3 separate regions of the Hordeum vulgare genome follow, and regions 1 and 3 are each linked to region 2. Evidence: chromatin contacts called from public Hi-C data. All regions are on one chromosome and are shown on one strand. Each heading gives the region's core, a stretch centred on a gene start, on an enhancer-like site or on the middle of the called end of the contact. The rest is flanking DNA. Distances are from core to core; before and after follow the strand shown.

Evidence for each region. A called contact is a pair of places that touch in the nucleus more often than the background predicts.
Region 1: a Hi-C map of seedling shows a contact between it and region 2, with 6 times the contacts expected there. The contact joins the promoter of LOC123410067 here to the promoter of LOC123410731 in region 2. A contact is called at or near these places in 5 of 6 Hi-C or Micro-C datasets (leaf and seedling) and 1 of 1 datasets of contacts at active chromatin or transcription factors (embryo).
Region 3: a contact with region 2 is called in a Hi-C map of leaf, with 2.1 times the contacts expected there. The contact joins the promoter of LOC123409730 here to the promoter of LOC123410731 in region 2. A contact is called at or near these places in 2 of 6 Hi-C or Micro-C datasets (leaf and seedling).

What each region holds. Positions count from the first base shown.
Region 1 is chr7H:515,204,373-515,207,444 of MorexV3_pseudomolecules_assembly, forward strand. It overlaps LOC123410067 (nuclear poly(A) polymerase 4-like), which reads left to right and starts at 1,663. Exons shown (of 12, transcript XM_045102957.1): 1 at 1,663-2,431; 2 at 2,522-2,599; 3 at 2,766-2,873. The coding sequence starts at 2,354.
Region 2 is chr7H:515,003,133-515,006,223 of MorexV3_pseudomolecules_assembly, forward strand. It overlaps LOC123410731, which reads right to left and starts at 1,705. Exons shown (of 2, transcript XM_045103669.1): 1 at 1,189-1,705; 2 at 643-1,106. The coding sequence starts at 1,499. The coding sequence ends at 770. LOC123410730 (acid phosphatase 1-like) reads left to right here. Exons shown (of 3, transcript XM_045103667.1): 3 at 1-383. The coding sequence ends at 85.
Region 3 is chr7H:514,847,568-514,851,049 of MorexV3_pseudomolecules_assembly, forward strand. LOC123409730 (solute carrier family 40 member 1-like) reads left to right here and starts at 1,633. Exons shown (of 7, transcript XM_045102590.1): 1 at 1,633-1,976; 2 at 2,043-2,193. The coding sequence starts at 1,834.

The sequences.
Region 1 (3,072 bases), core at 413-2,912, 200 kb after region 2:
ATGCCGACTCAGTCTATCTAAGGTGTTCATAGAAATAAGGTGTGCATGTGTGCATGTATCATTTATGGGAAATTCTATCTAGAAGCGCCGCACCGTGGACATCCGATGCGGCGGCTTGTGTGTTCTCTTGCATGCATGCATGCATGCATGCAATGATGTCATCAGATTCATTCTAAATGATCAAAATTCAAAAACTTTTATCTCTTAAATCGTTAATTCGATCGATGATCCGTTTTCACCGTTGACTTTGTTTCGACGAAATCTTCAAAACTAGATCCCATGTCGACATGTTTCGACAACTTTTTTTTCTCATAATTACCACATTTGTTGCACTTACTTGTCATATTAGTAAGTACTTACTTGTCTGATAAAAAATAACTTAATCACCAAACATTTTTACGTGTAAATATGACATCTTGACGTAATCAAAATGGCAAGCACAAACAACTTTTTAAGTGATTACACACAAAAATATAACAACTCAATATATTTAAAGCCGATGACCACCAAAAAATCTTTTTTGGTCATCGTTTGTAAATATGACAACTCGGCATAGTTAAACTAGCATCTTGACAATTAAGTTTTTGTAAAATTGGCAACTATGCAATTTTAAACTACTACTAGTAGCACTAGTACTAACGAGATGCATTTAGCTAGTGAATAAGGTCTACCAACACATGTTTTGTGTGAGACACTTTTTCTATCGATTTTCTGTGTGACGCTTTGCATGCAATGCATATTTTTATGATGCCATCTGCATATCCTTCTAGCCCACACTGCTGTGTGCTGCAATATGGATACATGCGACACATGATTCACATCGAGAAAAGAATGGCAATTAAGTTATTTTCTTTTGCACAAGTAAGCGACTAATAATACGACAAGTAAGTCTAAAAATGTGGCAATTATGGACGTAGAAAAAAGTTCTTAAAACATGTCGACATAGGGTTTAGTTTTGAAGATCTCGTCGCGACAAAGCCAACGGTGAAAACGGATTGTCAATTAGATTAATGGTTTTAGAGATAAAACTTTTTAAATTTCAAATCAATAAAGAGAATCTTGCTGACGTCATTGCATGCATGCATGCATGGTAGGGAGATAGAATTAGCCGCCCCATGAGAAGACTAGCATACGGCGCCGCTGTGTAGTTAAGTCCATCATTTATAGGGATGCTTGTATTCATGTGTATATGATCATTTGCATCTGTAGCGTATTAAAAAGGAAAAAGGTTTGTTGTGCACTCCTTCCTGCCAGACCACGCCCAGCTAATTCATGCGGGAACATAATCACCCACCCTCACTCACGGGTCAAAACAACTCGACCGCTCCCCACAAAAGCTCCTCCCAAAGTCGTATGCATAGACCCGGGGCCGGCGGCAAGGAAAAGGAAAAGATCTCGACGCACCGCACCGCCTTGCATCCCTATCCCGCTTCCCCCTTTTCCACCCGCGTGTCATGCCAGCGCCACGCGCCAACAGATTCAGAGGAACCTGCTGCGAATACGCCCCGCTTCCGCTTCCGCCGCGTGATTACCGCGCCGGATCCCACCAGTCCCCACACCCCCACAGTCCTCCACGATCAAACAACCCTCGCATCTCACCCCCTTAATCGCTCGTAAATATCCAATAAACCCCCGGGAAAAATCTCGCTCTAAATCCGAGTCCGCGAGACAAGACAGATAACCCAACCGCCCCCCCCCTCTCTGTTTCTCTCTCCACTCTGCCCTGCCCTACCTATTCGCCCCCCCCCCCCCATCGCCTCCGTCCCCTCCCTCCGCCCACGCCGGAGCCGGTGCGGCTGCCCGCCGTACCGCCTCCTCCCCCCCCCCTCCGGCCGGCCGGCCGGATCCGTGTCCGTGCCCGATCTCGAGCCGCGTCCTCGTCTCCCGCCCGCCGATCCAGCCGGGGTTTCGATCCGATCCGGGCGGCGCGATCCCGTCGGGCTCCGTGGGGGCGATTCTGCGGCCGGGGGCTCGGATTCAGGGGGTGGGGGGTTTCCCCGGGTGATGAAGGTTTCCGCGTCCTTCTTGTTTGGACCCGTCTATCGCACGACCCCCCTGCTCGTGTCCGACTAGTACTCGTGCTTCCTTTGAGGGTCAATATAGAGGTGGCGGTCGTGGGCTCTGGTTTCATCCGAGGCAGGTCGTGCTCTGTTCCGTTTCGTGCGAAAAGCTTCGATTTTGGGGCGGCTAGCCTCGAATTTTGTCAACCCTTTTCAGTGCTCCGAGGCGCCGATCTGTGCGATTTAGCGTTTCCTGTTCCGTTAGATTTTGTCCTGAAGGCGGCTTGTCCGGGAGTGAGGATTACTTGCTTGCATCATCTTAGATTAGAGGTGCTGCCGTTGTTGTGTGATAAATGGCGACCTCTAATAAGCCAATATCACTGGCTGGGCCATTGGACGCTGATGTCCAGAGGACAGCGGAGTTGAACAAGGTTAGTAGTAGCTACTCATTCAGTTACTGATTGTTTCCCAGAAGATGATTTTGTTACTCAAGACTGTTTTATTTGTTACCATAATTGCAGTTTTTGGTTGAAGCCGGCCTATATGAAAGTGCCGATGAGTCTGCTAGGCGGGAGGAGGTGCTGGGGGAGCTTGACAAGGTGTTTACTTTCTTGCAACGCTGTTTCTTACCTGCTTTTGTATGATATATAAAAAGGACACACAGTTGGATGTGAATCTTTGACTATTTTGTTCTATTGCTTACTGATTGAAACAATGCTTGCTAGATTGTTGACTGCTGAACAAGGCCCTTGTTTGAATTTGCAGATTGTAAAAGTTTGGGTGAAACAGTTAACTAGTCAGAGAGGATATACTGATCAAATGGTTGAAGAGGCAAATGCTGTGCTTTTCACCTTTGGGTCATACCGTCTAGGGGTAAGTGTATGTGTTGCTTTCTACCATGCATATTATAGCTTAAAGTTTCTATCGCATCAGGCCTGTTAAAGCAGCACTGTTTTGCTGGGCTACCTTTGTTTTTGTTTGATAATTAGTTGAATGATTGCTTGCTTGAGTAGCCACGGGGTTTCGGTTTAGACTGGCATTTTGGGTTGGTTATATAGCATTTTTGTAATAT
Region 2 (3,091 bases), core at 455-2,954:
TGGGGATCAGTGGAGTGATTTGATAGGATTGCCAATGGCAACGAGATCCTTTAAGCTTCCGAATCCAATGTACTTCATCAGTTGATTTTATTGGCGAAACTGGAGAAAATAGCTATTCTTCTCATGCACTACAAACATTACAACCATTTTGATGGCCCCACTCTCAAAGTTGTTTGATTTGGTGATCTTAATTTGTAAAGAATTCTCAAATCACAAGTGTGGAGTCATCTTCAATCGCATCAGTAGCTGGGTTGGGTACCGGTGAATTTACCAGTGTTGTTTATGATAATGTACATATACTTATTGCTCGAAAGTGCATGTTTCCTGTGTATATGAGGGCATTGGTGATACAAAAATTTGAAATTGCACCACAAGTTTACTGAGATCTACCTGGGTTCAAAGATATGAGATTTCAGTTCAATAAACATGATATTGTGCTTGGACTACATTTAGCTCTGCTGATTATTATTGCTAACTGAAAGTGCCAAACTCATTGCTAACTGCTAAGTAACCAAATGTCTGATATTGCACTGTGCTGGATTATACGAACCTCTGTTTATTATACCTGTATTGTTATTCAATCTTGGCAGGCTGTTCTTAGCATCATCAGACTGAGCATAGAGTAATAAAAGATTGGACACAGGTGAAAATGGAAGCAAAATTTGCTTCCAAGAGCTTCAATTGCAGAAAGCTCTACTAGCAAACAAAGACACTTAATGCGGAAGTATTCTTTTTGTCTCCGGTGACTGCATCTCTGGTAGATCTTATCTCATCCCATGTTACAAAACCTTGCATCACCTTTAGCTAGCATATCATGTCTACTGCACAACTCTTTCTTGCTCTGGTAAGCAGGTGGTTTACCGCTTCTGAGAGAAAGGCCCCTGCTCCATGCTCTTGACGGCCCCCGGCCCGAAGAACCCATGGGCGCCAACTTCTTCGCTATCGTCTTGCTGAAAGGTCCTGGAGCATGAAGCGAAATCGATGAGCGGCTCGCCTTCCTGCAGACGCGGGCGGTGGTCTTCTTTGCGAGATCTTGCAAGCATTTGACGTCGGACAGAGATGTGAAGGACTGGGACTTCCCTTTGTAGTACTTAGACAGCCCTGTCCTGTGATAAGTGAATTCTTCATTTGTTAGTTTTAATTTCGTTGGGAACAAATGTAGTGGGGTTTGGACGTCGATCCACGCACCTGACGGGAAGGTGCGCCAGCAGCGGCGACAGCTCGTAGAGTGGCCCGCCGCCGTCCCCTTCCAGCTGCATCGCATCCGACGGCGATGACGATGAAGACGACGTAGGATCACCCGCCACCGGGGAAGACTCGGCGTCGTCGTCGTCGTCTGTCAGGCTGGACATGATCGACGAGCACAGCGATCCGCTGGACGCGCCGGAATCAAAGCTGGCAGCCATCGACTCGGACGCCGAGTCGTCCCCGCTGCCGCCGGCGCCGACGATCACGCCTTCACCTCCTCGACGTCGTTCGCCTACACGGTGCTCCCCCATGAAACCTGGGCCTAATGACACATGAACCAAGCAGGCAACGAAATGCGGAGTGTGATATCGCCACGGGTGGAAGAGGCGCCCATCTTGGTCCTGTTTATATTACGCAAGAAGATCGCGGGGAGCCAGGAGGCGATGGGCTGGATGGATAACGGCGGTGGAAATGGAAAGGAGAACGGACGGAGAGAGAATTGTGGGATATGCATGGCACTAAAGGTTTCCGTGGGCGGAACGCCAGCGGAATCCTGAACCCCCGTGGTCGACTCGACCGGATAGGTGAGGAAGGCGGAAAAGGAAGGCGATCGTCGTCATCCAAAATAAGTCTCGGCACGTATCGCTGCTCGACGGACGGACGGACGGACGGACGGATCGATGGATGCTCGTGGCCAGCGCTCCTGTAGGCCGTCGGATCAATGGAGCGCTCATGCATGACGCACGAGTACGAACTGAAGTGGTTAAATGGGAGTGGTTTATTGCTAATTGCGGTAGGGATAAACATTGCATTTAAAGGTCTGGCATGGGTGCGTGTGGGGATAATTAAGGCTTGTGCATGCGTGTGCGTCTCGATTGTGGATGTGATCAGCAGTGCACACGTTCGGAATGTCTTGTCTCGCCACGATTAGCTGACAAAAGATGGAAAGTCTTATCTTGGCACGATCAACTGCCAAGAAATGAACTTAGGACCATGGAGTTATGGTTGGATCCCGGCCCTTGTTGACGGAAGAGTTCAGTTTTCTGTTGTATTATTAAGTTTTATTAGAATTTGTGTTTTATTCAAAGATGCGAGACGGAGGCGAAGGCGACTCTTTGTAGATGGAATAAGGTCCTTTCTGTCTAGCCCTGTTTCGAGGGTGCTCCTAGTATCGTTGGTGTGTGTGTGAAGGTTTGTCTCCGACGGACTTTATGGGATTCGGCCGGCGTTTGTCTTCTGTGGATCCATGTGGATCCGGTCTTCGTTCGTTTTTGTTCGTGTGCCTACATGTTGAATGCTTCTGATCTATTCTTCTCTCCATCAGCGACGATTGTTGTTCTGGTGCGCTCGTCTTATGGGACCTTGACACGATAACTTTTTGACTGTCTACTATAACAAGGTTTGCCCGACTCCGATGACGGCGGTTGTGTTCGGTTCGTTTCAGTGTTTGTAGTCGTCGCTAGGTGGTCTATGGACCTGGATATATTTTTACTTCTCGTATTTTTTGTACTATCTTGACAGTTGATGAATAGATTGAAAGTTTTTCTTGCATTTTTTCATTTGCCCAAAAATGATAAGTCTTATCTGAGCACAAAAAGCTCACATTTTTCGGAAGTTGTCTCTTTTTTCATTCACAGGCATAGCTTCAGTCGTGTATGACTTCTCTTCATGTGAGCGTGATACTTTATGTATGTATTTTAAGGTTGGCCGTGTCTGCTGGAAATATTAACACTTTTTTTATTAGACTAATCCACGAGTAAATAACGAGCACCACAAATACGATATGTACTTCATACTGATACCTAAGCATACTAGCACGTACAGTACATAGAACCGGAATATATACAAATATGGCATATACGGCGAGCACGTGAATGCGTAAATGAGGGATGAACATATCGTA
Region 3 (3,482 bases), core at 383-2,882, 160 kb before region 2:
TCGGAGCACGGCATGCGCTCGGCCGACACCGGAGCGAAGCGTGTTTAAGGAGGAGCGAGAGAAATGACATTGGATCTCGGCGCGGCCCCCCTTCGCACACAACCCAGCCCGCCCTGCTTTATCGCCTGGGATGGAGCACGGGCGCGTTGGTTTGTGTGACTGGAGAGGAGAAGAAGGGGAGCAGCGCTGCTATGGGACGGGGCGGCGGCAAGTCATGCATGGGCGGATGTTGATAGAGAGAAGATGAAGGAGCACCGCTGCTAGAGGAATGACGATGTGGATAAGGGTTGCTATCCTTGAGTGGGAGATTGCTCTCGGTGGGGAGATTGCTTTTTTAAATGGCTGCACCTACGACAAGCTGCTGGAGTGCTAGCACGTTTACAATATATTTTTTAAGTGAGCATCCATTACAATTACTTGCTTTTGTTTGTTGTTATTGTCATATAACATTATCAAGATACAATATTACACATAATTTTTTTTAAGGAAAAAGATATTCGAAGTCCATCGGGAGATCTTGACAAGTTAAATATTACTCAACTATGTATGTCACCGATATCGTTGACGAGACAAGGAGGAGAGAGGGAGGGAAGAAGAGTAGAGAGAATGTGACAACAGTGCATCTTGCCCGCGTCGTGTTTAGCCCCGCACGTCAGCTGGGGGACCACTCCCCTTTGTTTTACGATCTTTCCCGCAACTCTGCATGCTCTAATCATAATCTCAACGAGTCCAGATGATGATGTTCAGAAAAATGCTCATCTTGGCGAGGGGTTGTGCTCCTACTGCTAGCGGCAACTTGTCAAAAAAAGCACGTCAAGCATTGTAAACTCTTTATCTACATGTCATCATATTTCTGAAAGTGAGAATGTATAAATATATATACCTACTAATAAAGGAAATATATATTCTTAGTCCTTCATGTTATTTTATGGAAAACCCCCTCATGTTTCTGACGTTAAACTCGCAGTACATATTAAATATTTTAAAAACACTCATATCTTCTAAACCGTAACTCTAAATTTAACATGTTATATATGAATTTTGATTAGAAAAATATGTAGAATCTGAATATGATGTTATTTTACCTCTTAACATTTTGAATTTTTTTTATCTAGGATGCAATCTTAATCAATAATGCATTACTTGTCTTTCTTTCATACCGGTACTGATTTGGATTGTGGATGAACATCTCAGCAAAATCAGAATTAGACACGAAATTGAAGATCAATTGTCCGTTTCTTTGTACGTATTAAATCTACATACAAGCCGTATTTAAATAGAAAATCAGTGGAATCTTGAACTGTATTTTTGTAGGTTAAAATCATCTTTGTTTGGATCGTAGCTACACATACTCAAATTATAAACCACCTTTTGTAAATTAAGAATGTGTGATATTTTTTTTTTCCCGTTGCAACGCATGGGTCCTTTTGCTAGTACCATAAAAGAAAATGTGCCGACAATATTCACGATGCTTCAATACTGTATGCATTGGCCATTGGCGAGCTGCTCCATGGAACTAGTGTAGTGGGTAGCCCCAAGAGAGAAGCCCCCCCACCTGCTGCACCTGCACGCAAACTACGAGTCCGGCGTGGGGAGCGGCGACAAAAACCAAGCGGAAGACAGCGACGACCCGCGACGGTTGGATCGTTGCATAGATCAGGGCAATGTCAACGTCATCGATCCGCCTTCCCATGGTGGTGTCCCTCCCGTTCATGACACGCATGTTCCACGCCTCCCCTGTCGACGGCGAGGGCCCTCTCTCCCCCCTATATACCCTAGATCCTCCACCCACCTCGGTACGTAGCGCGACCCAGCCGCCGGCCACCGCCGTAGATGGAGCCCGGGGAGGAGGCGGGGAGCGCCGGCCATCTCGTGCCTCTCCTCGACGACCACGGCGGCGGCGGCGGCGGTGGCTTGGACGCGTCCCTCCTGCGCCGCCTCTACGTCGGCCACTTCCTCGCCAGATGGGGTGCACGGTACGTACGTGCGCGCCTTCACCTGTTCAATTCTACCGCCCTTATTTGATCGCGTCCTCGTTCCAGTATGTGGGAGTTCTCCGTGGGGCTGTACATGATCCGCATCTGGCCGGGCTCGCTGCTCTTGGCGGCCGTCTACGGCGTCGTCGAGTCCTCCTCCGTCGTCGTCTTCGGCCCCATGGTTGGCGCCCTCGTCGAGAGGCTCACGTATCTGCAGGTTTGTGACCTGTCAGACTGTTCAAGTTTTCCAACGCTCAGTGTTTCCAGACCATGAGAATTTGCTCACTGGACATTGTTAATTCTGTATTTGAATGTCTTCCTTGGAAGACGTGGTAATTATGAACTTTTGGGGAAATTACCGTGTGACGTCATGGAATTTCCATGGCAAAATCATCTACTCCCTCTGTTCACTTTTATAAGACGTTTTAGACATTTAAACACTGCCTAAATCAGTACAAAGCAAGCTGTTCGAAAGTCTTGTAAAACCGAAAGGAGGGAGTACTAAAACCTACTGGTGATTATACAGAAAGATTCGATGTGTATCATTCTCTCCAGGGACAACCCCCAATAGGAAAACTCCAAAATATTATCATGGGTGTAGAAGACATATGACATCTGTATGCCCCACCTCAACGTCCAAATCCTATTTTTTTGACTCCACTATCTCTAGTTCTCTTAACAAACAGCCTGCAACTATCCACATCATCTTTATTAGATAAACTCATGTCATTAGCCCTTGGCATGAGGTATGCAGAATTTTAGGTGTTAACGCTACACATTGATCGTTGGAATTTGTACTAAAGAGTGAAAATATGAATCAGAGAGGGCAAGGCATGCATAGAAGTATGAGAAAGGTGTAACAACACCTGGGTGCTGAAAATCCACTCTCAGTGAAGTATTGGCTAACATGTCCTCTATTCCCAAATACTGAATTATTTTTTCATCGGAAACAATGAATTTCTTCAATACTTTTTGGAGATAGGTCTAACAAAATAAAAGAGAGAACGCCATATGTTAATTTGGCTTGAGATATTTCTGCATTAGGGAATTGATTTTAATTTACTGCCAAAATTTCTTGAACTATTAAGCTGCTAACATAACATGTTTTTTTGTTGGGGTGCAATAGCAAAATTTCATTGCTGCATACCACTTGGCGTTTCCGCAATAATGCACGAAGAATCATATAGTGTGTTTTTTTTCTAAAAAGATTGAAGTCTGGTTATTTGCGCAAAATCTTTGGAATCCTAAGAATGCTTATATATCTTGATTGTTTTTGCCAATTATGACCGACGTAATCTAGAATATGGAAGAGAACAGTTATTCCTGCCTATGCACTGATGGAAGATTCTGAAAAGATAAAGGGAAAACTGAAGTAAGCGTTTTCCAAAGGCAAAAATGAAACTGACCTGTGTTAATAATAGCTGGCAACTCATACTGCATAACAATGAACCGAACTAAACAATAGTGTAACTTTCTTAGCCAAATGTGGCATAAAACCAAATAAAC